Regions from separate parts of the Mus musculus genome. Here region 1 is linked to region 2. A link is a contact called in public Hi-C data. All regions are on one chromosome and are shown on one strand. Each heading gives the region's core, a stretch centred on a gene start, on an enhancer-like site or on the middle of the called end of the contact. The rest is flanking DNA. Distances are from core to core; before and after follow the strand shown.

Region 1 (2,814 bases), core at 178-2,677, 87 kb after region 2:
AGCAAGGATCAGGATGGATAGCCCTGGACGCTCAGTACTTGGGACATGAAGAACTGTTCTCTCCAGCTACAAGCAAGAAATAGAATAATTAATCTGAATAATACATTCAGGGTGAATATGGGCTAATTTCTACCCAGAGACATTCAGTTTTAAAACAAAAAAGTCTTCTTTCCTGGTAGCAATTTTCTACTTTCCGCCAGTGACTTGATTTATTGAGAGACCTTTAAGTGCTGTTGAGCCGAGCAAAAGAAAAGTTGGGAAAGGCTTTTCTTGTCAGGGACACAACCCTTTCTTTCTATTATGTCAGTTTCTTTAAACAAAAAAGGATTTAAACAATCTTTTTCAATTGATTCTCTTGTAAACACTCAAAGAAAGAATGTCTATCCCACTCTGCGAATAAAGTGGAAGTCCCTTAATTGTAAAGACATGAAATGCCTGGACTCCCTGCCTACAGAGTTTGAGTAATTGGCAATAATTTCTACCTTCCCCTCCCCCTATTGAAAGGCAGCTCACATCTTATTAGAAGAAAACCAGATCACTAACCTGGGAACCCGAGTCCTGGAAGGAGTTTATTTTACCAGCCAGCACAAGCTTCCAGAGGGAGCAGAAGGCAGGAAGCCTGCGTTTTCTCTCTGCTCCAGTCCACCTGGTACCTGGACTGATCACCACGCTTGTGATTGGCCTTTGCTTCCCCAGCTCCCTCGTGGGACACTTTTCAGCCTTCGAAATATCCAGGCAGATGTTTCCTGTGGAAAATATTCCCTAGGACAGCTCTCTGTTATATGGGTTTCTGGTAGAAGTATCAAAGGGTTGAGGCTGGACCCAGATGAAAAGCCTAGAAGGTATATAGTGTGCCTTTGAGGGACCTGTGGTTAGAGATTTCTTTTTCTTCCTTCCTTCTTTTCTTTCCTTTTCTTTTCTTTTCTTTTCTTTTCTTTTTGCAATTTCTTTTCATTATCAACAGCTAAACTCTCTTTCAGTAAACAGATTTTGGAATTTGGTTTTACCTTTTATTATTATCTTGGTTTTTGCTTGTCTGTGTGTATGTGTGTGTCTGTGTGTGTATGCACATGCATGTTCATGTGTGTGTAGCACATCCATGTGTGGTTGCATCTGTGTGTGTGGATCTGGAGGCTGGAGGTTGATGTCAGATGTCTGTCTTCATTGCTTTCCACCTTACATACTGCTGAACCGAGAGCTGGCCGTTCGGCTACTCTAACCAGCTTGCTCCAGGATTTCCTGTTTCTGGCTTCTGCTCATTAGGACTACAGGGAGGCTGCCATGCCCGCTTGAATTTTATATGGGTTCTTGGGGTCTGAATTCTGGTCCTAAAACTTACAGGGAAAGTGCCTCACAACTAAGCTATCTACTTGGCCTATGGTTTTGAAAAAGTACTGTAACGTCTGTGGCTATCAATTTCCTGTTGTTTTGAGACTGGGTTTCATGTACCTCAGCCTGGCCTAGAATTCATTATGTAACTGAGGTTGATCTTGAACTCTTAATCCTCCGGCCTCCAACCCTTGGGTGCTGGGATTACGGACCTGTACCATCAAAACATGCTCTCAATTTCCTTTTTTTTTTTTTTTTAAACAAAATGTTTACTTTTAGTTTGCTCCTCTCAGTGATGTGGTGAGGTTGAATGGAAACCCTAGCACAAGATACTTAAGGATAAATTATAGTAATAATAATTATTATTACTGTTATGCACTTTCATCAAAGGCTCAGCTCTGTCTAGTGTCTGAGCCAATCCAGGCCATTGTAGGAGCAGACATCCTCACCTCTAATAGCAGCTGGGTCCAAGAATTAGAATTGATTTTAGGTGTGTTAGATGTGAACTCTGACTCAATTAGTACCACTGGTTTTCAGCTGAAACAGTCCACTGACTACACTTGTGTCATGGCCGTCAGCCTGCCTACGTCCTACTAATCCCAACTTAGGACTGGAGTGGAGAGGATCCTGTTCCTTCTTCCACTAGCCTACATACAGCTGAGCACAGAATAATAACCCAGAACCATTATGCCTCTTCCATCAGACTCTTGTCAGAACCACTTGATGTAGGCCTAGACCCTGGCTTGTTGCCACCACAACCAGTTATCCAGAATCATCCATCCTCATTATACTCTTTGAACATTGCGCATTGGCCAGAGAAGTTCTTTATCCTTGTTCCTAGGTTGTCACCTTCCCCCTCTATTTGTAGCCTAAGAAAAAAGAAATTGACATTCGCTCCTAGGCAGTTCTATACATGGGCTCTTACTTAATGAAATCCTATGAAGTCAGTATTAGTTTTTATCTTTGTTTTACAGATAGGAAACTTTCTGAGGGGGCTGGAGATATGGCACAGTAGATAAAAACATGGATTAAGCAAGCATGAAGACCTGAGTTTGAATCCCCAGCACCCAACTCAAATAACTGGGCATGGCTACATGTGCCTCTAACCCCAGTGGTGGGGGTGGGAGAGCTTGTTAGCCAGCCAGCCCAGATAAAAGACAACAGGGCAGTAAAGAAGGATGGCTTCCAGATGTGTGCACATGGGTATGTGCTCAACTGCATTCAAAACACACACACACACACACACACACACACACACACACACACACACACACACACAGGCACACCATATGTCTTAGTCAGTTACTATTGCTATAATGAAACAAACACTGTGACCAAAAGTAAGTTGGGGGAAGAAAGGATTTATTTGTCTTACATTTCCATATCATAGTTCATCACTGAAGGAAGCCAGGGCAGGAACTCAAGCGGGCAGGATCCTGAAGACAGGCGCTAATGCAGAAGCTGTGCAGGGTGCAGCTTGCTCCT
Region 2 (2,789 bases), core at 262-2,761:
TAAGTGAATCCAGGCTCCCTGTATGTCTGTAGCATGCAGATACCCACACATACTAATGATGAAGATACTAAAAGATTAAATACAGTTTTAGAAAGCTTTGACTTCCGAGCCGCTCTTGCCACACAGATCTTCACTTGGAAGCCTCCCTTCTCATGGTTTGCAGTGGTTGTGTGGACCCAGGCCTCACTTCTTAGGTCCGAAGGGCGGATACTGGTGTCCACTCTTTGTTCTGCACGTTATTGACTCTCTGATCTTGGAGAAGCTGCCCAACCTTCTGTGTTCAGGTAGATAAGAAAGTGATCGTTCCGACAGGTCCTTGGGATGGTTAAGCAACTGCGAAGGCAGATTCTTTAGTTAGGTCATTGTTTCTTGCCCCATTGTTTTGTTAGCTTCTGTGGGAGTCTAGCCTTTAAAACCCGGCTGCCATCATTTAACTATCTGGGGAGCAAAGGAAGGGGCTTTCTGGGGAGGGGGGTTGATGGCATAGAGCAGCTGCAAGAGGTAGGCCTGGGGCGGGGGGGGGGGCTTGGGGCCCCTCTCTTTCCTCTGCTGCCTGAACACACTCCCTGAGAACAGCAGGCGCCCAGTGGAAGCTGTTCCCAGCTGTTGCCCCTCCTCTGGCCTGAGAAGTGCCAATTGTATTACATACAGTTTATGTATCAGTCCTCTGTACTGTTTAAATCGGAAAGACAGCCCTTTCCCCAACGTGTCTCCCACCCCCATGCCACTGTATTTGGCTCCTTCTTGTTCCTTGGGTTTCTGCATCAGGGATTTGCCTGTAGTCTGTGTGAGCTACCACCAAAAGGTGGCCAGTACACACATGCTAACTGTGGGGGTGGATGTGTTTGATAACTACTAACAGACATTGTATACCTTGAATATATACACTTCCATTGGTAAGTTTATTAGGAATGAAATGAGAAAGAAACAACAGAAGTACCCAGGTTGCCTATACTGGATTTTCTCCTGGAACCCCTTCCGTCTCTGGCCTCCTGGTCTGGAAGGCTGCATGTTCCTCCAGGCTGCAGTGATGCAGTGGCCCCTGTGTCTACACATAGCCGTCACCCATCAGAACATCCATGACACTTGCCATCCTCTGCAGACCAGGTTGGCCTCAAATTCTGATAAGAGATCTGCCTGCCTCTGCCTCCCAAATTGTAGGATTAAAGGCATGTACCACCACCACCTGTCTGATAAAACATCTTTAATAAGGCAATATAAAAGAAAGCATTTGGTTGGGACCCAGTTCCTGGTAACACACCTTCTCCAATAGGGCTACACCTTTTACTTCTTCCCAAATAGCCAACTGGAGACCAAGATTTAGCTATATGAACCTATTGGGGCCTCTTCATTCAAACATCCACAGCTGTCGGCTCAGCTTGCTACATTGCCAAGGCTAGCCCTGAATTAGTGGAATCCTTACAGTACTAGGATTACACACCACCAGCTATGTAACAAGATCCTTGAGAACTACCAAGGGCACCAGGAAGCGGTTACCCATGCCTTTAATCCCAGCGGATCTCTGTGAGTCTGAAGCCAGCCTGGTCTACAGAGACGGTTCAGGACAGACAGGGCTACACACAGAATCCCTGTTTTGAAAAACCAAAAGAGAAAGAAAGGAAGGACTGAGCTGGGCAATGTGGCACGTGCCTTTAATCCCAGCACTCGGGAGGCAGAGGCAGGCAGATTTCTGAGTTCGAGGCCAGCCTGGTCTACAAAGTGAGTTCCAGGACAGCCAGGGCTATACAGAGAAACCCTGTCTCGAAAAACCAAAACCAAAACCAAAACCAAAAAAAAAAAAAAAGGAAGAACTGCCAAGAGGGAGTGAACCTAGAAGGATGACTCACGGGTAAAGCGCTTATTGTGCAAACATGTGGAACAGAGGTCAGATCCTCAGAACCAAGAAAGCCAGGTGGGTGTGGTCATCGTCCTACAATCCCACAACTGGGGTGATGGAGGCAAGGGATCCCCAGAACAGGCAGAACTAGTTAGACTGGTCCACATCAGCCATCTCTGGATACAGGTGAGAGACCCTGCCCAATAAGTAAGGTGGAGAGTGGTCAAGGGAGATACTTGCTGTCAGACTCTGGGCTCCACTTGCATGCACGGGTAAACATGAAGGCCCACGGATACCTGTCTCACAAACATATCAACATGCAAAAGACTTACCTCATCCCCGACTCCACAATGACCTAAAACTCTCCCTTAAGGGCCCTCCTCCCAGAGGTTCTGCCACCTCCCCACAGCAGGGCTCTGGGAACAAAGCTTGTCCATCCGTGAAGGGACAGGTGAGCCTCAGGCAAGCACAGCCTTGCCCTCCGCTCCTCCTTACTCCCTCAGCCAGCACTGCGGCTGGATGCTGGGGACACAGAGCCCCTGACAGCATTTGTCACTTAGGAGCTCATGGTCCCCATCATGACTGACCACTGTCTGAGTACAAACTGTTCTAGTCCTCTCCACAACCCTACAAGGAAACGTTTATTCTCTCCATTTTTCAGACAGAGAGACCAAGTCTCGGCCAATGTAGCTAGTAGGAACACAACAGACCCTGTGGACAGCAACTGGGATTAAGACTTGGTCCTGAGCCGGGCGTGGTGGCGCACGCCTTTAATCCCAGCACTAGGGAGGCAGAGGCAGGCAGATTTCTGAGTTCGAGGCCAGCCTGGTCTATAAAGTGAGTTCCAGGACAGCCAGGGCTATACAGAGAAACCCTGTCTCGAAAAAAAAAAAAAAGACTTGGTTCTGCCTGCAGCCTTCCATTCAGATGCTGGAAACCAAGCAGCACACAT

The links. Hi-C and Micro-C count contacts between places; a contact is called where the count stands out from the background.
Region 1: a contact with region 2 is called in a Hi-C map of the N1E-115 cell line, with 5 times the contacts expected there. The contact joins two enhancer-like sites. A contact is called at or near these places in 1 of 15 datasets of contacts at CTCF or cohesin (the G1E-ER4 cell line), 6 of 484 Hi-C or Micro-C datasets (the 63-12 cell line, the G1E-ER4 cell line, the N1E-115 cell line and 3 more), 7 of 115 datasets of contacts at active chromatin or transcription factors (T-cell acute lymphoblastic leukemia, acute myeloid leukemia, embryonic stem cells and 3 more) and 1 of 9 other capture datasets (embryonic stem cells).

What each region holds. Positions count from the first base shown.
Region 1 is chr4:108,432,999-108,435,812 of GRCm38.p6, forward strand. The region is part of intron 1 of Gm40223 (a long non-coding RNA gene); the gene reads left to right. Among named protein-coding and RNA genes, the nearest start is that of Gm40223, 3.7 kb to the left of the region's middle. Within about 2 kb of position 1,428, at least 16 of the 459 cell types and tissues checked have an H3K27ac peak or open chromatin away from gene starts, as enhancers often do. A contact at or near this core is called in the N1E-115 cell line, where this site is marked.
Region 2 is chr4:108,345,425-108,348,213 of GRCm38.p6, forward strand. It overlaps Gm46889 (a long non-coding RNA gene), which reads right to left. Exons shown (of 2, transcript XR_001784545.1): 2 at 69-333. Among named protein-coding and RNA genes, the nearest start is that of Gm46889, 4.4 kb to the right of the region's middle. Within about 2 kb of position 1,512, at least 108 of the 459 cell types and tissues checked have an H3K27ac peak or open chromatin away from gene starts, as enhancers often do. A contact at or near this core is called in the N1E-115 cell line, where this site is marked.